Linked DNA regions of Mus musculus: regions 1, 2, 3, 4 and 5 are each linked to region 6. A link is a contact called in public Hi-C and promoter capture Hi-C data. All regions are on one chromosome and are shown on one strand. Each heading gives the region's core, a stretch centred on a gene start, on an enhancer-like site or on the middle of the called end of the contact. The rest is flanking DNA. Distances are from core to core; before and after follow the strand shown.

Region 1 (3,162 bases), core at 265-2,764, 460 kb after region 6:
GCATTTACATTATTCATGACTTATACTAAATTAAAAAAAGATCAATTGTACACTTTCTCCTCAGACAGGATAACCTGCCAGGGTGTACAGCTTAACACCATCATCAGAGCTGTCCACAAAGGGAACAGAGGTTCAAAACAAAATGCTCTCTTGAGAATGAAGTGCTTGGCTTGCTGCTATAACCAGCAAGTGCCAGCAGTAATCAAATGGAGGAGGGCCCGACAGACAGGTCTACCTGGGCAAGCTGACCAGCACATCACAGTTTAAAAAGGAAGGTTATGAACGCTATGTTACAAGTCCCAACCAGGCAGTGTCAAGTGACATCTATTTCTTTGCTTGCTTTGTGATCATACCCCGTGGTGGTGTGACAGGTCTCGTGGCGTTGGGCTTCTTTTTCTCTGCAGGCTTTAAAATCTGGAAGGAACACATGAGGGTCTCATCCACACTCATCATGGCGCCTGCATTGTCAAACTCGCCACAGTAGTTGGGTGCAGAAAACAGAGTGACTAACTGCCTCTTTGCAAAAAACTCATAGCCATCTTCAACCACCTGATGGGCTCTACATATAAGATCCAAATCATGCTTATGGAGAAATTTTGCAACCACTTCTGCACCAAATGTGAAGGACACTCCTCTGTCATTTTCACCCCAGCCTAAGACATCTTTATCGGGGTCAGACCACAAAAGATCACAAAGAAGACCTTGATCTGGTACATCAGTTGGTCTCATAATTCGCCGAATCTGCTCCATAGATTGAAGATCTGGTGATAAACCTCCATGACAGCAGAATATCTTCTCGTCCACGATGGCTGCTATCGGCAAGCAGTTAAAACAGTCTGTGAACGTTTTCCACAGCTTAATGTTGTATCTTCTTTTACACTCATCATAAAATCCGTAGATCCTATTGATGCTGGCGCACTCGTGGTTCCCTCTGAGAAGAAAGAAGTTCTCCGGATACTTGATTTTGTAGGCCAGCAAGAGGCAGATTGTCTCCAGGGACTGCTTGCCCCTGTCCACATAGTCCCCGAGAAACAAATAGTTGCTCTCTGGAGGAAAGCCACCGTATTCAAACAGACGGAGCAAATCATAGTACTGCCCGTGGATGTCACCACATATCTTGAGTGGTGCTTCAAGTTCTAAAAGGATAGGCTGACTGAGGAAGATCTCCCGAGACTTCAGGCAGAGTCCTCGGATCTCGTTCTCCTGGAGCTGGACATTCTTGCCTGGCTTGGACCCTCTCACTTCCAGCAGCCGTTGGATGATGCTGTCGATGTTGAGTTTGTCGATATCCGCCATCGCCGTCCCGCCGCCGACCCTCCCGCAGCAGCAGCAGCAGCGGCGCCGCCGCCCGCTCGCCCCGGGGTCTCACTCGTCCTCCTTCCTCACGCCACGAGCCCCACGAGCGGTGGTGGCGGCGGCGGCGGTGGCAGCAGCAGCCGCGGCGGGTCCACCCCCCCCAGCCGCCCCGCTCCGCTCCGGGCTTCCTCCTCCTCTCGCCACTGGGAACCACGAGCAAGCTCCACGTTTTTGCTGATCCTCCCCTCCCCCCCCACCCCCGGCCCCTTGTGTACCCTTTCACTCCCAGTAGCCCCTCTTTCCTGTCTCATGTGTTTTATTACTTCTCCTTTGCTCAATCCTCTTTTTAATGTGCCCTTTCTAGTTTCAACACCTATATCCACATTTATGTACACAAATTTACATATCCATATATACATGTATTTATATAAACATCAAAAGTTAGATTTTATATTTATATATAAGGAAAAACATGCAGTGTTTGTTATTCTGAGTCTGGATTATTTTGCTCAGCATAAAATAATTCCAGATCCATCAATTCTCCTACAAGTTTGACAATTTCATTATGGCTAAATAAAATATTGTGTGTATGTAAAAAAGAAAGAAAGAAAGAAAGAAAGAGAGAGAGAGAGAGAGAGAGAGAGAGAGAGAGAGAGAGAGAAAGAAAGAAAGAAAGAAAGAAAGAAAGAAAGAAAGAAAGAAAGAAAGAAAGAAAGAAAGAAAGAAAGGAAGGCCGACCAGGGGCCATTGGCACACACCTGCAATTCCAGCACTAAAGAGGTAGAGAGCCAGGGAGATACCAGTCTGAGGGTGACCTTGGATACATTGTGAGGTGCCTATCAAAAAAAAAAAAATCCAACTCTATTTTATGCTGTCCATGTACTCACTGGAGCAGGTCAAATTCTTAGTGGTCAGTCCCCAAGAGAGGAGCCTTTCTCAGCCTGCATCTATGCTAGAAGCCATCAACCGAGGAGACCATGGAGGTCACTAGAGAGGGGAGTGACCAGCTCTTCTGCACTCATGCCACCTCCTGTACCACAGTGGTGTGGGCTGGTGAGGGACAGGGCCAGCTCTACCAGACCACATACATCTGCATGGGCTTCAGTACCATGGGCCTCAACATGGTCTCAGGGCCCCCTCCCACCTCATCCACCACCACCAGCACACCCTGTCCCAGGCATCAGGCAAGGTGCAGACTGCCTAAGACCACATTGATCTTATAACATGCCCGGGGCCATAGTATGGACCACAGATACCAACAAGGTCTCCAGTGGTATCGTTAACCACAGTGGTTCTTCAAGGAGGCCCAATTCACAAAGTGAACCTTTCTTCCTTTTTGGGCCTCTGTTGCTGCTCAGAGCCAAGGGGAATCCTAAGGCAGGAGGCAGTTTGGGGACTGAATCTGCATCTGCATAAGCTGATACCACTGGGTGATTGACTAAGAAACAGACGGACTGCTGCTCTGGTGGCAAGTAGCAAAGCTTTACTGATTTCTACAGCTTAAAAACATGGGGTATGACTTTGCAATTTTTGCTCAAAAAATAACATTTTTACTTAGTTGCACCTGGCAGACAATATTATCATTTTGGAGTCATTTTCTCATAACAAGAACAAACTTCAGAAGAAGAAACTGTTATCTGCAGACCCAAGGACATCCTCCTCTCAGGGTAAATCTTAACTCTTGACTAGGAACAAGGAAAAACTCTGGCTCACAGAAAGTCGTGTTAGGACATCCCTCCCTTTCAGGAGGGACGACCCCTGAACTTTCTCCCAGTTAACAGCTCTGACCCTTTCAGGCCAGAAACAAAGGGAAGCCATTGTTCTCCTCAGGTGATGACAACCTATTGTCCTCAACCATCCCTCTTG
Region 2 (3,443 bases), core at 780-3,279, 440 kb after region 6:
GCCTTACAGCTGGATCTCATGGAGGCATTTCCTCAAGGGAGGCTCCTTTCTCTGTGACAACTCCAGCTTGTATCCAGTTGACACACAAGACCAGCCAGTACAGTTACTATGGTTCATTTATTTACTCAATACATACTGCTTGAATGTTTAAAATGTTGCACATATAGACAACATATTGGGGGGATAGAGAGGAGGTCCTCTCTAGTGTCATGACTGGCACAAGTAAATGAAGTAAAAAAAAAGTGCTGTTACATGAAAAGGTAGGCAGGAGAAAACAAGGCTATTTTGGAAAGTCTCTCCAGGGAATGCATCATTTTTGCTGCAATCTGGCAAGTTGTGCCTAGCATTTTGGATTGATTTATTATTCCACATTCCAGAGAAACACACCACCCTCAAACATACACACACCCAACTGAACAGTACGTCCATTCATCCTGAGACAGGCCTATATCAAATGCTGAGAATACTTCTGTTAACATCATAAGGGCACCCATCCCGTCTCTCTGAGTTTACAAACTATTAAACAACTATGCAAGTATTTACACTGGGGATAAATACAGTGTACTCACCTTGCTGATACCAAGCAGAATCAGAGTTCACTGTTTGTTGTTCCTCCCCTAACCCCATACAAAACTCTCCTTCATTCAGAATCTTTCACAAGTACATTGGTGTAGCCACTGATAACTTACTCGTGTTCAAGGAAATAGCCACCCACCCATGCTCATGCAAAAACCCTCATTAAACTCGGGGAGTACAGAACAGATGTGAGAGTAGGAGTGGGAGGGCCTTCTCAGGGAGAAGAAGGGGCTTGGGGGGAGCTGGAGGGAGGTGGAAGAGAGAAATAAAGGGTGATATGATCAAAATACATTAGGTATGTATGCAATTGTCAATGAATATGCTTTTAAAAAGGACTTATCTCAATGAACATTTTTAGAAGTCACATTTTTAAAAAGAACAGAAAATTGATCAATCAGTTGGGACTTAAAATGATCTTAAGCATTTTTTTAATAGAAAAAGGAATGTCAACACCCCTTCATCAAATCCATACTATTTCTTTCTTCCCAACAAGGGCTCAGTCAGTTCCTGCCTTTTACAATGCTCTTGTCTTACAATGTCCACTTTCCTATCTGTAAAATCCCTTGCAGGTGAAAGAAAAGATCACTTCTGCATGGCAAATCTAGATTTTACACTAAGCCATGAAATCTTGCTAAGAAAAATTCTAAGAGAGGCACCACTGTCTGGATGGATGTGCTTTTGAAAGAACTTAAAGTCTCATCTGAAATAAGAACTTTGGGTCCATATAGACGGCAGGGCAGAGGGATCTTCCATCTTTCCACATCTCCACAAAGCCCTTCCCCCTGATTAGCCCAAATAACAACGGCAGATACACAGCCTCAAAGCAAAGTACAACTCCATGGTTCTCATCCACAAAAAGACCTTGTCTTAATTCCCACCCTCAATATACTGCTTTAGATTATCCCTTGTCCTGGAGAGAAGACGTTTTCAAGAGGTAGTTTGTGTACTTCTGGATAGTTAGAAGATGAACTTCCATCTGTCATTGAGCAGGGTTCAGTCAAGCTCCTACTCGCTTTTTTTTTTTTTTCCAAAACATTTTATCATGGAAACATACGAAGCCATTATTAAAACCCAAATCTCACCAAAAAGCCTAAGCTGAAAACTCAGCTGCCCTGCCAGCCATGTCCTGGGGGTGCTCTCTCCCAACCTCCTCCTCAGTGCTCCCATGGCAGCTGAAAGACTCTGAGTTTAGAAACCCCTCTGCCACCCATGGCTTCACAGAGCATTTTCTGAAGTTGCTGGTATTGTTTGCTGAACATTTATAAAGAAAACCTGCACTGTTGCAGGAAGTCTTACCCAGGAAAAGAAATTGGATCCTCACTAAAGATACTGCTTCCCACACAGCTGGAGTGATAGTAGACCCGCTTAATGGAAGAGAAAGCCAACTTCTCACCTCTGCTTTAGTGTTGGTGGTGGATCAAAGTGGACGGAGTTTGACGGAGGAGTCAGACTGGCCGGCAGTGCCTTTCCTTAATTGGTGGATATATTGGTGGGAGGAGCGTGAATGTTTACATAACCCTGGCCTGTCTTACTTAACCTTCTTAACAGGTAATGTTATCTGTACACACAGCAGAGTTTTAGTAGGCTGGGAAGGCAGTGCGTGTGCTTTTACTAGGAGGGAAAGGCTTGCTGAAAAGCAACCGGAATCCGGGGCTTACACATGCCTCACTCAGCCCTTCAGAGGTGGAGGCAGTGTTTCTCAGCTTGCCAGTGATTCAGAGAAGTGTAACAAGCCATGGTGTCTTCTCTGACCCAGACCTCACCGCTCGGCCTTCCTGCTCTGCTGTAGTCACAGCAGCCCCGCTGCTTGCCTAAGACACAGGCGTGTTCCAGCCTAGAGATCCTTGAGCTCCCGGCCTGTAACTCTTCCCACGGCCAAAGCCTCATTTGGTGAGATATCCTATCCCAGGCCTTTCTTCCCAACCTAGAAATCTTCATTGATTTTTTTCCTGCTTTTAACTTTTTTAAAAAAATTTTTTTTTCATTTCTGAACACCGACTTTGAAAATAAGAACTTTGCTTTATTTACTGATGGATCCTCAGTGTAGATATTAACTAGTAACAAATGTTAGCCATCTAGTAAATGTTTCATGTGATATGTGAACAGATGGCTCTTCCAATTGTATATGATAAAAATCCAACTCAAATTTAACTCAAATTCCAACTTAAATACTGGAATTAATAAGCTGGGCACGTTGGCCCATACTTTTAATCTCAGTGCTTGGGAGGCAGAGACAGGTGGATCTCTGAGAGTTTAGGGCTAGCCTGGTGTACACAGTGAGTTCTAGGACAGCAATGGCTTTCATAGATAAGAGCCTGTCACACAAGCAAGCAAGCAAGCAAACAAAAAATGAATTGGTCCCCTTTTAAAAATTGATCTTTTACAAATTTGATTTCTGGAAATTTACTATGTAAATAGTCACACTGTGTGTGAAGAGTGAGTTTTATTTCATCCTTTCAGATCTTTATGCTGTTTTTCTTTGCTCTGCTCCACTCCGCTCTGCTCTGCATTGCTTTGCTTTGCTTTGCTTTGCTTTGCTCTGCTCCGCTCCGCTCCGCTCCGCTCCGCTCTGCATTGCTTTGCTTTGCTCTGCTCTGCTCCGCTCCGCTCCGCTCTGCATTGCTTTGCTTTGCTTTGCTTTGCTTTGCTCTGCTCTGCTCCGCTCCGCTCCGCTCTGCATTGCTTTGCTTTGCTTTGCTTTGCTTTGCTTTGCTTTGCTTTGCTTTGCTTTGCTTTGCTTTGCTTTGCTTTGCTTTGCTTTGCTCTGCTCCGCTCCGCTCTGCATTGCTTTGCTTTGCTTTGCTTTGCTTTGCTTTGCTTTGCTTTGCTCTGCTCTGCTCCGCTCCGCTCTGCTCTGCATTGCTTTG
Region 3 (3,503 bases), core at 255-2,754, 410 kb after region 6:
TCCTGGCCTCTGTATCAGTTACTGCCTCCTGGCTCTTGACCTGAATTCTAGTGAAGAATTGTGAATAGGACTGTGATCTGGCTATGAGAGCTGAGATAAACCCATCCCTAGACAAGATGATTTTGGTTATGAGGTCATGGTGTTTTATCACAGCAATAGAGACCCTAACTTATACAATGGCCTTGAGCTAAGGTTAGGTATTTACTATTAACCACTTTTTTGAGTTTCTGTTCTAGGGACTGAATTCTGGGCACATGCAAGGCAAGTCCTCTATTACTGAGCCACACTGCTGACTCTTAGCCACACAGTTTTGAGAAATTTCTTTGTACTACATCATTTCTTAGAACTTTTAAGTGGGGATCACCATACTCCCATTTTACAACAAAGAAATGAAGAAAGAGGTTTAAAAGCCACAGCGGGAATGCAGCCTCCGAAGATCAAGCTTTTTAATCTCTGGACTACCGTTTCCAACCCAGGGGACTTTACAAACATCCATCTGCTTTCTAACCATCCCCACCCTAATCTATATTTTTCCCTATCAGTCAGTTATATAACCACAACTTTAACATGAGAAAATGGTTCAGGCTAAGTGCATTTTTAAATATGTAATGAAAATTTTATATTTAAAATTCTCTTTTCGATGAAACATTTAAAAATACAAATACTAGGGCAAACATTCTTATTACTGGTATCATTCCTCCATCTAATCATTTCCCCAGGATAAATTCCCCATCAAAATGACCATTCATTTTTACTTCTTCATAAATATTGTATAAAAACAAGAGAATCCTGTTTAGGTGTGCATGGATATTCCTGAAATATTTTGTTATACGGATCTTAATAAATGTTTGTTAAATGAATATTCTGTGTACCAGACACTAAGTCAGTTTTAAACTATGGAGAGAGCCTGGACGAGGTGGTACAACCAAGGGAGCAGAGTTGAGTGAGGTCAGTGGGTGAGCCCTTACCCTTCGGCAGGGACCCTTCGGGTGCTGGCGAAAGTGACTCCCAGCCACAAGTGACTTCGGGCCAGCCTGCTGGGCTCTCTCCTCTGCTCACCTTGGCTTGTGGCTCGCGGTCCTGAATATGCGAAGGAGGTCCATCCCGCTCTGTAGCCGAGGCCGAGGAGTTCGGGGCCTCCTTCCTCTTCCTGGAGTTCGCCTCCTCCTTCTCTTGCTCCATCAGGCTGTAGGGGAAAGATCAGCTGGAGCTGAGGACCCCGCGGCGACCAGGAAACCGTGTCGCGGCCTCTCTCCAGCAAAGCGCTAGACAGGAGTGACGGTTGGTTTGTCTCTTGAAGCGGCTCAAACCAGTTTACCACTCTTGGCCCTCGCAAAAAAGGCCACAGACCTACGCCTCCTTTCCTCAATTTAAGCCGTCGCGAAGTTTAAAGCGCTCCCTGAGGCGCGTCGTGCGCAGAGCGAGGGGCTCCCGGTCCTCAAGCCTCTGTCCACGCCCCCGGGTCCCGAACCGCCCCCTATGCAACGCCCACAAACCGCTGGCGACGGCCGCCGCCGCTCTACAAGCGCCCGCTTCCCTTGCCGCGCCGGCGTTTAAACAGACCGGAAGTGGGGGCGTCCGACTTCCGGCCGTTGAACTCTGCGAAACCCAGGGTCCGGGGATGGCGACCAAGAGACTGGCGCGGTACGTTAGGGGGTTCCCCTTAGGGTGGGCGGTGTTCATCCGCAGTCGTTTGGTCTGGATCTGAAAAGGGCCCTGGTCTTCTCGGGCCCCACGTCGCCATTCGCGACAAGTTGGAGGAGCCCGAGAAACCCCGGGTCCTCCCTACCGTGGCATGCTCTATCAGGTCTGTTCATTCTAGACCCCTGGGACCTGGAACGTGACAGCTCTGCACACTGTTCTCAGGCAGGTGCCACTGCGCCCAAGTGACCTGCCTAGTCCAGTTTTATTGTCAGAATTACCACAGACTCTCTCAGGTTTTTTGGGGGGGGGTGGGGGGGAATATGCTGTGCACAGATTTTTGGATGCGTTGTACACATTTGTTGAGATTGTGGACACAGTATCAAACTTACCAGGCATAGTGGAATGGACCTACAATACCAGCATGGAAAGTTGGAGGCCAGCCTGGTCCTCATGGTGATGTTCAAGCAGGCGATGGCTAAATAGTGAGACTGTCTCAAAACAACAACAAAACCAGATTCAAAACAAAACCCCTATCTGATGTATTAATGAATAGCATAGGATTCAAGCGTGAAAAGTCCTGTCAAAGGTTAACATACTATGGCCATCTTTAGGCAAATCATTTACTTTTCTCTTGCATAAAATACAGGTTGCAGACATGTCTACCACCTAGAATTGTTTAAAAGAAGTCACCATCCTAATTAAATATTTGCTGAAGAAGTGACTAGTAAATGTTAGTTTTTCATTCCAAATCCCTACATTGGCCTCACGTCTTGTCTTTTTCAAATAGCCAAAATAACTATTCCAGGTGTCTGTCTACTTAAAGTTGTATTCGTCATCATTTGGGATCTTCCCTTCTTTGGACTGCAGTGTATTGCTGTTGGGAGGTTTGTTTGTTTTGTTTTTGTTTTTGTTTTTAATCATAGATTACCTTTCAGTAGTACTCTGGTAATCTTTCTCCCCTCCATTTTTAGAGTTTAAGCACAGGCATCATCCCCTTGGTACATAGCAAAGGCTTGAAAAATACATCTTTATAGTCAATTCCTCGGTACTACTATAAAACGTGAACAGGTAAGAGTAGTGTTTGTGAAGCCCGCTCAGGTAAAATGGACACTAAACTCAAGAGAGGATGGCCATTCGCACAAGGACCTAGGACTTTTAAAGTCTAGCCCTCCTTTCCTTCAGTCAGTATGCAGCTGTTGTTTGAGGCAGGGTCCTGCTGTGTGCTGTAAGCTGTCCCTCAGTTCAGTTTGGCCGTGGCCTGCTGACTGCTGAGCCTCCAGGTGTGGGGCCCTCACACCCAGCTCCACTTACCGTACATTAGAGATGATTTTGCCATCTGTTTGGGGCTATTACTTTAATATCATATTCTAACTGCAGTGTAAATGAGTTTATTGATCTTCCTGTGTCTTGCATTTTTAGGCGGCTTGGATTAATTAGGAGAAAGTCAGTTACACCAGCAAGTGGAAATCCAGGAGGGAGCAGATTGAGTAAGTCCCACGCTTACGTTACAGTTTGAAGCCTTGCCCTTGGAACATCGTCGGAACCTAAGAACACTGTGGTCTTTTGCAGAACAGTTGTATGCCTACTTAATTGTCGTTGACTTTGAGTCTACCTGCTGGAATGATGGGAAGCACCACAGTAGCCCTGAAATAAGTGAGTGTGGATGGCCAGTGGCCAAAGCTAGTGCTCTAGGAGTCTTCTTAAACATCCTAGATATAAGCCAGCCAATAAGAAAACAATGCTGTAAGCTCGTAGTTTAATATAAAAACTCTGACCTACAAAAGAATAAAATACCAAATACCTGAATGTGATTATCCAAAGTAGCTAGTTGTTTTAAGATTACATTTAAAACTTTGATT
Region 4 (3,512 bases), core at 801-3,300, 260 kb after region 6:
GGAGGAAGAAAAGAGAACACACACACACACACACACACACACGCACACACACACACACACACACACACACACACACACACACACACAGAGAGAATCCTTAAATCTAATTTCTTTCTTCTTGTTTCTTCTTTGAGCACAAATACTAACAATACACAGCCAGCCCCCATGAACGACCACCAACCACCAACCTATTGGGGCTCTAGCATTTATATACCATCAGAATTCCAAAAGCCACACAACCACAGAAACTACCTTCAGCTGGCAAAACCATGCTTCTACTAGAGCACTAGGCACATTGTAGTCAGTTGCTGAGAAACAGCCCCGTATCCCACACGTGGGATTAAAACAAAACACTTTTCTATAGTATTTCTGTGGTTTTAAAGAAGCCAAAATTCTAGATTTCTCACTACAACAGCCAACCATGGAGAGAAGTCAGGGCAGAAACTCTGGGCAGGAACTTAGAGGCAAGAGCTGAAGCAGAGACTGTGGAGGAATACAGCTTACTGACTTGCTCTCTCTGGCTCATGCTTTTCTATATAACCCAGGCTCCTCTGGGTGTAGTCCACAGTGGAACTGGGTGTTCTCCTATCAATCAAGACAGTCTCTTATGGATGCAGCCACTGACCAATCTGATGGAGGCAGTTATTCAGCTGAGGTTCCCTCTTGCCAGATCTCTAGGTTGTGTCAAATTTCCTGTTAAAATTTCTTGTTGCTCTTAAGCTCTTGCCTCTCTCTTGCCTCTTGCCCCCTTGCTCTCCATCCCCCCCCCCCCACCCACTCTCCATGTGGTCATGGCCAGCCCCACGTCTCTATTCTCTCCTTCACTCTGTCTTTCTCTGACTCTATTACTCTTTCAACTTCCTCCCCATGCCTTAAATAAACTTTATTCCATACTAAAAAGAAAAAAAAATCTCGTCATACCTGTAAAGAATCCATCCATAGGCCACAGGAAAAGGACAGGTCTGAAGCTCTGATAACTGCCTGGGATTTTGTAACATGACTAGGGGCTTTCAAAGAAGGACATTTCAGTCGGAAGGGATGGCTTTTTTGAAAGTGAAGGATAGAAGTAAGCCCAAAACTCTGACCCTGGGGAATATGCTGGGGTGGTGATGGTGGGGTGGGATGGGGGGGTTCTTAGAGAAAGTGATGCCTTAAAGGCAGATTAACTGTCAGAAAGGCCCTGGGGTTTCATTTGTTTGCTTTAGTAGGAAATAACGGTTGTTGTTTAAGGACCACACAGTCACCAGTGTTCCTTTGTTTTGGTACAGAAGCCTAAACAGGTCAAAACAGGGCGTGACTTCAGAAGTTTTTTTTTTTTTTAAGCTTTTGTTTGGGGATGTTCACCATTACAAGAGGTTAAGGTCAGCCTGGGGCTGTGCCAGGACAGGGCATGGTCCAGGGACAGATGAGTCACCTTTCTTCCTTGCACTTTGTTCTGAATTTCCTCTTGGGGCTTTACTGCCAAAAAGGAGCCTGGATCCTGGGGACAGGAAAGTTCAAACTGAGGCAGGGGACAAAGGGAGATCCAAGTTGCTCAAAAGCCCATAGCATATTCTCCTTTAGAGCCAGCCTACTGCTGCATTGGTGGGTCACAGGCCAGACTAAGCCAGATGCTCAGAGACATCAAGCCAGATGTGTCCAGAAGGAAGGTTGGCCACATAGTCTTGTCAGGTCTCCAACCGAGGTCTGTCCAAGGCCTAAAGGACAAGAACTCGTGTCCACCCCTGTTCTATGTGCAGTCCAAGCTTACCTGAGGCTACATCATCCAAGGGAACACACAAAATGCCTGGGCCATGGAGGCTGCAAAATACAGGCCACTGGGCCAGCTGTGGGGGACAACAGCAGGCCTAAGAATCACATAGTGTGCCTGACTTGGTGGCACATGACTTTAATCCTAGCACTTGAGAGAAAGAGGCATGCAAATCTGTATGTGTTTGAGGCCAATCTGGTCTACATAGTGAATTTTCAGGACAGCCAGAGCTAAGTAGTGTGACTCTGTCTCAAAACAAAGCAAACAAACAATCACATTATTCGCCAAGGTATTGCTCCACGTTGGGTAGGATGACACAATGCCATTGTACCCACCCTGAAGGCCTCAGGCCAGATGAGCCCCAGGTTCATCTGGGGTCCCTGTGTTTGAAACCACGGGCCAGCAAGAGTTAGGCGGGGGGGGGGGGGGGGGCAGATCTTTTTCAGCAGGAATGCTGCCAATTTGAGTGAGAGGAGGCCACAGTTACTTAAAACTCCCTGCTTACTTCTGGTGAGAATGAGAAGTTCTGCGTAAACTCCAGCTAGATGGCCCTTCCCCCTCCAACAATAGCTAAAAGGATGGGGGCAACTGAAAGGTTACAGAGGAGCACCCCCATAACCTTCCTTCCTTGGCACCCTGCAGACGCTTTCACTTCAACATCCAACTAGTTCTCTCTAGAATATTTAACCTGGAACTCTTCAGGCCAGACAAAACCCTCAAGCAGTAACTTAGAGGTCAGTCATCCATTAGAATTGACACCTGGAAGGTGATTTCCTGGAAGATTCCAGCAATCCCACAGAATCTAGAATAAGGTGGGGATCAGCATGATCCTTGGAGGCCAAAAGAAGGGGCCAGAATGGGTCCAATCACCACTAGACTACTAGAATATGTTAAGAGAACAGTGCAGGCTTATTTTCTGGAGATCAACTTGTGGTCAGTGCAAACATACAGTCAATGTGGTTGAGAAGATGATGATACATAGGCAGAAATCCACCAGGCCCTTCTGAGGGGCTTCACCAACAACTGCTGCAGAGGAAGAATGGTTCTGAACAGCAAGAAAGGAAGGCCTGGCATCTGGACAATAAGCATGGAAGTTCTCTATGGTGCATATGGCCTCAGATTCACTGGCAGAGTCCCTCACAGAGTCCCCCTTGACCAGCAGCAGACTGGCAAAGGCCAGTGTCCTGACAAGCTCCCATACAAAAGGCCTGACCAGGGTGTAGCTGAGGAAGACCTGTTCTCAGTGATGGGCTCAGCAGAGAGGCACAGTGCTGTGGGTAGTGACTCATATGGGCTTGTCTATAGATTCAAACTTGGCAAACTTGACATAGACCTCGAGGGAGAACTTTTACACTCATTGTGAACTGTTTTCAATCATGTTTACAATGTCCAAGGCTACCTCTGCCTCATATACCAGCAGTCTCTCTACATATCCCTGCTGCCCAGCCCACCTAGACAGCAGAGGGCTTCCTGTGGGGGTGTGAGGTCCAACCCAGGACCACAGCAACTAGAGAGAAGGCATAGAGCTTGGGTCCCAGTCACCTCCTAGAATGGCCACCACCACCTCCTGGCACAGACACCTTAGTTCTGCAACTGAGTTCTTGAGGGCTCACAATGAGGGATTCAAATGCAGTGTCCTATCACAGAACCAACTCCTCTCACTATCTTATTGGCCTGAGGCTATGTCCTATTAAGCCTCCACTCACAGGCAACTGCCCAGAGCATGTTACCTGCACAGCATTAGGGAAGTCACTCTGTGCCT
Region 5 (3,405 bases), core at 733-3,232, 340 kb after region 6:
ATAATGGAGTTAGATTTTTCTCTATAAAGAATGAGGAAGCATTAGGAAATTGATCACTTACCATGTGATGAACTTGAGACTTAGAAGTCACATGACTCTAGAAACCACAGCTGTGCACTTGTGATCATCTAAGTATACTTTTAAGGCATTTGCAGGCAGTCATTTATCATTTTTGTATCAGGTTGTTTCCTCATCTTTTGAATCATTTTACAATCTGCTTTCTTGCCTTTTACTAAATGCAAAAAATGTAATCTTATCTTCAGTTAAGTATTTTTCTCAACTCTTTAGGTGACCAAAAAGTGAACAGTCCATGTGTTAACCAGATGTTTGAGGACTAATTAGCTATAATCAGCTAAATTCCTCAGTGGCAGATACCCATATGCTACCTAGAAGCAGGGAATTAATGTATAATCAGCAGTTCGCTTTCAGAGAGGTCTACTGAGCTACCATCCCAAGGAAGCAAACAGCCTGTACACATAGAGGTAGTGTAGCAGGCAGGCCATTTTTTTATTATAGTTCCAGGGCGTACAAACTCAAGACAAAGTTCTGCCTTTAAACAAGGAATGCCTTGGGAAACTGAGAGAGACAAAGGAGTGACAATTTGAATCTGAAGTGTTCAGGTTCATGTGTTTGAATATTTGGTGCCCACTAGGTGACTAGGGAAGCTATAGAACATTTGGGACCGTGGCCTTGCCAGCAGGAGGTGGTCTCTGGGAGTGAGGATTTAAGGTGATGTGTGCTCCAGATCCCAGGCTAACTTCTCTGCTCCCTCATCTGCCGTTTTGTGAGGAGCTGCCTACGCACATCCTGCTGCAGTGGTGGACTGACTGTATCTTCTGGAACAGCCGACATAAATCTTTCATCCCATTAAGTTCCTTCTGTCGGTAACATCAATTAGAAAAGCAACTAACACAGTGGCCAACCCAGAAATCCACTGCCCTCCTAAGCATGCCCCCTTTGCACATGTGTAGGTAGTCAGACTTACTTTAAAATAGTTGTGATGGGGGAAAAAGCAAAAAATTGGACTGTGGACCAGTGATATGAGAAGGCACAGTTTTGGGTTATTTTGGGTAAACATGCAACTCAGTTCTAAAACCTAGAGACCAAAATGCTTCATTACTTTGTGTATATGGTATGCACCTGTGTTGGCATGCTTGTATTATTTGACAAGTATCCCTCAGACTAGCCAGCTGCATTGGTTTCACTCCTCAGGCCTTAATTATATATATTGTCTCATGAGTATCTAGTCATTGACTTAGGGGATGGATTCTGAATGCGTTTGTTATTGTGTGGATGCCGCTAGTGTCATTCACTTCATATCTTGATTTAGTCTGGGGACATATTACATGTGATATGTATGAACTTGCTGCCAGAGTCACACAGCAACCTTTTAACAACAGAGAAGTAACATCGACAGTATGTAGCCACAATGTAACTGTGTTAAAATATTATAGTCGGTACATAAGTATATATGCTGTGTGTACTTTATACATCTGGCAGTATAGGGTGTTCATCTGTGTAAGCATCTTCATGAACAAGTGAACACTTTCTCCACAGCATTGGGGTGGCTGTGGTGGCACTAAGAACTACATAATAATCTTATGGGACCACCATCGTGATTATAGTCCATTACTGATAGAAACGTCATTATACAGGATGTGATTGTGTTTAAGGTGTGACACCTAAGGACCAGTGACAATAATGAAAGTAAAGAAACGGTCTTGGGTCAAGTTGGAAGGTGTTGGTCATGTGACTCAAGGTTATTTCCTAGAAATATAATTACTGCACATATTTCCTTTTTAAAATATTGTATCTTTCCTTCCTTCATGCCTCTTTCCTTTTGCATTTTTGAGATTGTTTGGTATAGCAAGTCTTACCCAGCTCTAACTGGACCTGCAGTTTTTGCTTGCTAGTATAGGGCATTTTAGGACAAAGACACTGTTAAAAGCATGGGCATAGAAACAGACGGGTCTTGTTTGTTTTGGCAGAGGAAACTGCTTTCCCCACTAAGTAGCTCTGGCAAGATCTACTCTCTGAAGGTGATCTTCCAGCCTAAGTTCCCAGTGAGAGGAGCAAGCTATCAGTTTTTCCTCATGATGTATGCAAGCTTCTAGAAGCTGTTACCATTGGACAGGACACACTTTGCAGTCTTTTTTGAAAAGGCCACTCAGAACCTGTAAGCTGCCAGGTGGGACTAGGAGTCTCTGTGGTCTTGTTTAAAGACTTAGAGGATGGCTTCTGCCAGCACGGTTGGCTCAGCCTCTGGCTGCTGTAGAAAAACTGAGGCTTTCATGTTCTCAGGTCCTGGTCTTTAGTATTTGATAAGTAAGAACATAGCCGGGTGTGGTGGTGCACGCCTTTAGTCCCAGCACTCGGGAGGCAGAGGCAGGCGGATTTCTGAGTTAGAGGCCGGCCTGGTCTACAAAGTGAGTTCCAGGACAGCCAGGGCTACACAGAGAAACCCTGTCTCGAAAACAAACAAAAAACAAACAAACAAACAAAAACAACAAGAAGTAAGAACATGGACTCAGCTCTACAAACTGTTTAGATGGACGTTGGAAACATGAATTTCATATTGCTATTATGTGGGAATGCCAGTGTTGGTAGCTTCTTGCTGCAGAATAGACTGACCATGGAGAAGGACATTGGGTTGGTGGTTTAAGACAGTCTTGGGGCAGATCTGACACTTGGTTGACCTGTTTTTGGTATAGCACTTGCCTGTTTCACAAGGGGTGGCAGGCTCCCTATCAACACCAATACAGCATTCCTCCGAGCAAGCTTGTTGACCTAACTAGGTACAGCAAATAGCCAGCTTACTCTGGGCTGCTTACTGGGTTGTGTGGGCTTGGGGAGTGGGACACAACTGCTTACCTCCAGTCAAGGTCTAAAATGAGGAAGGAAAGGGAAGACAGTAAACTCCACGGTGTGGTGTCTATCACCCATTGTTCAGATTGGAGTCACTTGTTTTTCTCCTTGTAAGAAGCAAGGGAGCAATTCATTATAACAGGAGGAAATTTTCTTGTCTTCAGAGGGTTCCAGATTAGAACTGCAGTTTCCTTTAAATGGCAATGATGTGAAGGTAGCCCCAGAATATTATACTTTGAAAAGACAAGTGAAGACCCCTTGTTTTAATGTTGGAGTCACAGAAACTCAGAGAGGCCAAATGGTTTGTTGAAGGGATACATTGCTTATGGAAGTCCTGGATGAGAGTCCAAGGTGTCCTTGGAATTTACTCTGCATATAGATTCACCCTTTGGAATACATTTATGTGTTGATAAAGAACATTTTCTTCTTGGTGCACCATTATCTTCCCAAGGGGTCTGGCATGCCCTGACACACATCATAGCAGAGAAGAGTAAGCAAGGCCAGCGATAGAGATCAGAGAGTGTGGAGTCAGACTGGTTA
Region 6 (3,174 bases), core at 500-2,999:
CGTATGTGCTTAGAAGCTGTCTTAGAGTCCGTCCATCCACAGCAAAAGAGAAGCTCCGCTATTCTAACTTCTATTTAATTTTTGATATTGTTCACTGTTGTTCTCCTTTGGTTAATTTTTATCTTTTTATTTTTTATCTTTTAATTTTTGCTGTTTTAATATTTCTCTTGAGCATTGGCTTACCTACTCTGTGTGTCCAGTAAGCCTTGCTGACTCGATATTGCTGCAGCCTGGGGACTGGACTGTTTTGCTGCACTCTCACCTTTAGTGTGTTGGTATCAGTCTAGGGAGCAGCAAGTGACATGACCCACTTCTTTCTAGATCTGTAGGGGGCAGCAGAAAATTTCCCCAGGCAGAGATACTGCTTCAGGGAAGGCGGGGAAGAGACGCAGCAGCTTCCCCTACATTACTACTGAGTTTATTAATAGTAGTCTTTCTCGAAAGTCATTACTACACTTAATAATAGTTGTATTGTTTTAATAGTAATAAAAATTAAAGCTGGCTCTGGTGGTGTACACCTGTTGTCCTAGCATTTGGGAAGTCAAGGCCAAGCCTTGACTACATAGGAATTTTGAAGCCGGGGGTGGCCTAGGTGAGACCCTGTCTCAACAAAACAAAACAAAACAAAACAAAACAAAACAAAACGGGCAGCCGAGATGACTCTGCTGTTGGAGCTCTTCTAGAGGACCCTAGTTCACTTCATAGTATCCATGTAGGGTGGCTTACACCTGTAACCTCCAGTTCCAGGAGATCTGATGCCCTCTTCTGGCTTCCTTGGAAATGTGCACACATGACACACACATACACACACACACACACACACACACACACACACACACACACACACATGCCCCAAATGAAACCTAACTGCTGCGGACTCCCAGGATGACCTTGGACAAACCCTGGAGCTAACAAGAGCATCTGCATACCTCGGTGACTGTTGATGTAGTCAAACGAGATAGGCTGTTCCTGCTATGAGTATTTGCAGCCCTAGTTTTCTTTGCTCCTTCCTGACACCTTACCACTCTGGGGCAGAATAGTCTATTTTCTTTGAGTTCCCGGAAGCACTTTCTCCAATTACTGGTCAAGGTTAGGCGTCACTACTCCATCAATAGTAGAACATTAGGCATCACTGCCTAGAGTCCTGCTTTTAAATACAATATGAACTCCTTGGGGAAAACAAATACACAGACTGCATTTTGGCTCTTTACATGATGGAAGCCATTACCCTTGTCTGAGACTTCAAGGTGAAGGTTGTTTTGTTTAACCTGGGTCAACTTTACGTTTAACGCAACAGTTAAGGACTAGGGGTGGTGTGGGAAGGAGATTGGGAATAGAAGAAACTCCAGAAATAGACAAAATTAAAACTATAACAAAACCCTCCAAGCCCCTTCTCATCTGCCTTTCTCACAATACTACCCCCAGGGGATCTGGTGTGGAAGAGCAAGGTGGAACCAGAAAGTCCTCTACACACACACACACACACACACACACACACACACACACACACACACAAACACACACACACACAGCGTGCCCAGGAATGTCAGTTGGCTAATTACAGGAATGGGAACAGCTGACTCAAGAATCATCACTCCCAGCCTGCCGCCTTGATTCCAATCTTAGGGAGAAAGCCCTGGAATCCAAGGAGTTGGGGTGGGCGGCAGGGGCGCGGCCCGAGGGGCGGCAGGGGCGGCGATGCTCCGCCCCAGGAGGCCCGCCCAACACTGCTACTCAGGCAGTCCGCTCATTTAGGGCTCAGCTCCTGGAACGTGGAGTGTGTTTCAGCCCGGGTTCGAAGGCAGGCGGCGAGATGAAGCGGGCGCCAGCGTTCCTGAGCGCAGAGGAGGTGCAGGATCACCTTCGCAGCTCCAGCCTTCTCATCCCACCCCTGGAGGCCGCACTGGCCAACTTCTCCAAAGGTCCCGACGGAGGGGTCATGCAGCCAGTGCGCACCGTGGTGCCTGTAGCCAAGCACCGAGGGTGAGTGTAAGGGACCAGAAGGGGATGGGAGAAAGGGGAAAGAAAGGCGCGAAGGGACGCTGAGGAAAGCGATAGGAGAAGGGAGGAGAGGGCTTGTTGATCTCTGCTAATAACAGCTGCTACTTAAGGGGCACTAACCCACCGGGCTTCTACCAAGAAAGCGCTTTTCAGGTGCCACCTGCTGTAATTCAACTCCCTGTCCTTGGAAAGGGAGGTACCAGGGCTGTTGCTCTGCTAGTTGAAAACTGAGAGGTAGAGCGATTTGCGGAAGCTTACAGAGCCAAGAAGTGGCTGAGCTGTGTGATGGCTTTCTGGTCCAGAGCCAGACCGTGAGTCCAGCCTCAGGGAAGGGCAGAAGGGCAGAGGAATGAGCGCAAACGGAATGGCGTGCCAGCACAGCATTAATGGAGGAGGGAAGATGAACGGGACTTCATTGAACACTCAGCATTGACTGGAAGGAGTTGAAATTGCGCTCTCTCTCTCTCTCTCTCTCTCTCTCTCTCTCTCTCTCTCTCTCTCTCTCTCAGCTTCCTGGGAGTCATGCCTGCCTACAGTGCTGCTGAGGATGCGCTCACCACCAAGTTAGTCACCTTCTATGAGGGCCACAGCAACACAGCGGTCCCCTCCCATCAGGCATCGGTGCTTCTCTTTGATCCCAGCAATGGCTCCCTGCTGGCGGTGAGCAGTCTCTTCTCCTCTGGGGCAGAGAGGGTAGAGGAAGCCTCCCCTGGAATAGAGAGTGTTCCTTGGGCCCAGAATTAAGCCTAGACGCTAGTGAGAAGTAATATGATTGCAAGCGACCAGACAGGAGACATCAATGGTGATCCGTGACAGCACCTGTTTCTAGGGCCGCTTGTGCCTATAGCGGTGGCGAGTGTGTGGCTGTAGAAGTAACGATCCTGTTGTTCATGCTTATGGTCTTGTAACACGCTCAGATACACCAAGTGCGCAGCTTGAACTAAAGCAGTAGCTGAAGGGACTTTTATTCATTGAAGCCCTCCCTGTATGGAGGAAAAGACACAGTAACCTGTGGGTGTCTTCCTGACATCTATCTTTATCATCTAGCAAGGTATAACAGGAGCAGTAACTCACATTTACCGAGCAATTGGGGAGATGTGGAACTCTAAGCACATTACCTGTACAATTAAAACTACCCAGGAGCAACATGATATTGTTACCCCACTTCAGGGA

Evidence for each region. Promoter capture Hi-C pulls out the DNA fragments that hold promoters and counts their contacts. Hi-C and Micro-C count contacts between places; a contact is called where the count stands out from the background. Capture Hi-C pulls out chosen DNA fragments and counts their contacts.
Region 1: a contact with region 6 is called in a Hi-C map of Sertoli cells, with 2.6 times the contacts expected there. The contact joins the promoter of Ppp1ccb here to the promoter of Crym in region 6. A contact is called at or near these places in 5 of 39 promoter capture datasets (embryonic stem cells, hippocampal neurons, liver and 1 more), 1 of 15 datasets of contacts at CTCF or cohesin (embryonic stem cells), 9 of 484 Hi-C or Micro-C datasets (Sertoli cells, embryonic stem cells and nephron progenitors), 1 of 115 datasets of contacts at active chromatin or transcription factors (fibro-adipogenic progenitors) and 3 of 9 other capture datasets (adipose tissue, embryonic stem cells and liver).
Region 2: a promoter capture Hi-C map of pancreatic islet shows a contact between it and region 6. The contact joins the promoter of Acsm3 here to the promoter of Crym in region 6. A contact is called at or near these places in 3 of 484 Hi-C or Micro-C datasets (Sertoli cells and embryonic stem cells), 2 of 115 datasets of contacts at active chromatin or transcription factors (embryonic stem cells and kidney) and 2 of 9 other capture datasets (macrophages and pancreatic islet).
Region 3: a Hi-C map of cortical neurons shows a contact between it and region 6, with 2.4 times the contacts expected there. The contact joins the promoter of Eri2 here to the promoter of Crym in region 6. A contact is called at or near these places in 3 of 39 promoter capture datasets (embryonic stem cells and neural stem cells), 3 of 484 Hi-C or Micro-C datasets (cerebral cortex, cortical neurons and nephron progenitors), 4 of 115 datasets of contacts at active chromatin or transcription factors (astrocytes, embryonic stem cells, forebrain and 1 more) and 4 of 9 other capture datasets (adipose tissue, embryonic stem cells, macrophages and 1 more).
Region 4: a contact with region 6 is called in a promoter capture Hi-C map of liver, with 3 times the contacts expected there. The contact joins the enhancer-like site here to the promoter of Crym in region 6. A contact is called at or near these places in 3 of 39 promoter capture datasets (liver and stem cell-derived epiblast-like cells), 1 of 484 Hi-C or Micro-C datasets (liver), 1 of 115 datasets of contacts at active chromatin or transcription factors (pancreatic cancer cells) and 1 of 9 other capture datasets (liver).
Region 5: a contact with region 6 is called in a promoter capture Hi-C map of liver, with 4 times the contacts expected there. The contact joins the enhancer-like site here to the promoter of Crym in region 6. A contact is called at or near these places in 6 of 39 promoter capture datasets (embryonic stem cells, hippocampal neurons, liver and 1 more), 1 of 15 datasets of contacts at CTCF or cohesin (embryonic stem cells), 35 of 484 Hi-C or Micro-C datasets (the AML12 cell line, Sertoli cells, brain and 16 more), 12 of 115 datasets of contacts at active chromatin or transcription factors (astrocytes, cardiomyocytes, embryonic stem cells and 2 more) and 2 of 9 other capture datasets (adipose tissue and embryonic stem cells).

Annotation. Positions count from the first base shown.
Region 1 is chr7:119,738,262-119,741,423 of GRCm38.p6, reverse strand. Ppp1ccb (protein phosphatase 1 catalytic subunit gamma B) reads right to left here and starts at 1,514. Exons shown (of 2, transcript NM_001370947.1): 1 at 354-1,514. The coding sequence starts at 1,296. Gm39080 (a long non-coding RNA gene) reads right to left here. Exons shown (of 4, transcript XR_869910.2): 4 at 1,934-2,132.
Region 2 is chr7:119,759,509-119,762,951 of GRCm38.p6, reverse strand. It overlaps Acsm3 (acyl-CoA synthetase medium-chain family member 3), which reads right to left and starts at 2,029. Exons shown (of 15, transcript NM_212442.2): 1 at 1,970-2,029.
Region 3 is chr7:119,792,059-119,795,561 of GRCm38.p6, reverse strand. Eri2 (exoribonuclease 2) reads left to right here and starts at 1,504. Exons shown (of 9, transcript NM_027698.5): 1 at 1,504-1,644; 2 at 3,064-3,131; 3 at 3,214-3,297. The coding sequence starts at 1,622. Rexo5 (RNA exonuclease 5) reads right to left here and starts at 1,440. Exons shown (of 20, transcript NM_001370778.1): 1 at 1,351-1,440; 2 at 1,060-1,186. The coding sequence starts at 1,182.
Region 4 is chr7:119,939,614-119,943,125 of GRCm38.p6, reverse strand. All of the region lies in intron 53 of Dnah3 (dynein, axonemal, heavy chain 3), which reads left to right. Among named protein-coding and RNA genes, the nearest start is that of Lyrm1, 46 kb to the right of the region's middle. Within about 2 kb of position 2,050, at least 19 of the 459 cell types and tissues checked have an H3K27ac peak or open chromatin away from gene starts, as enhancers often do. A contact at or near this core is called in liver, where this site is marked.
Region 5 is chr7:119,864,933-119,868,337 of GRCm38.p6, reverse strand. All of the region lies in intron 1 of Dcun1d3 (DCN1, defective in cullin neddylation 1, domain containing 3 (S. cerevisiae)), which reads left to right. It also overlaps a transcript of Rexo5 not described here. Among named protein-coding and RNA genes, the nearest start is that of Dcun1d3, 29 kb to the left of the region's middle. Within about 2 kb of position 1,982, at least 19 of the 459 cell types and tissues checked have an H3K27ac peak or open chromatin away from gene starts, as enhancers often do. A contact at or near this core is called in liver and second pharyngeal arch cranial neural crest, where this site is marked.
Region 6 is chr7:120,200,564-120,203,737 of GRCm38.p6, reverse strand. Crym (crystallin, mu) reads left to right here and starts at 1,749. Exons shown (of 8, transcript NM_016669.2): 1 at 1,749-1,983; 2 at 2,511-2,661. The coding sequence starts at 1,814.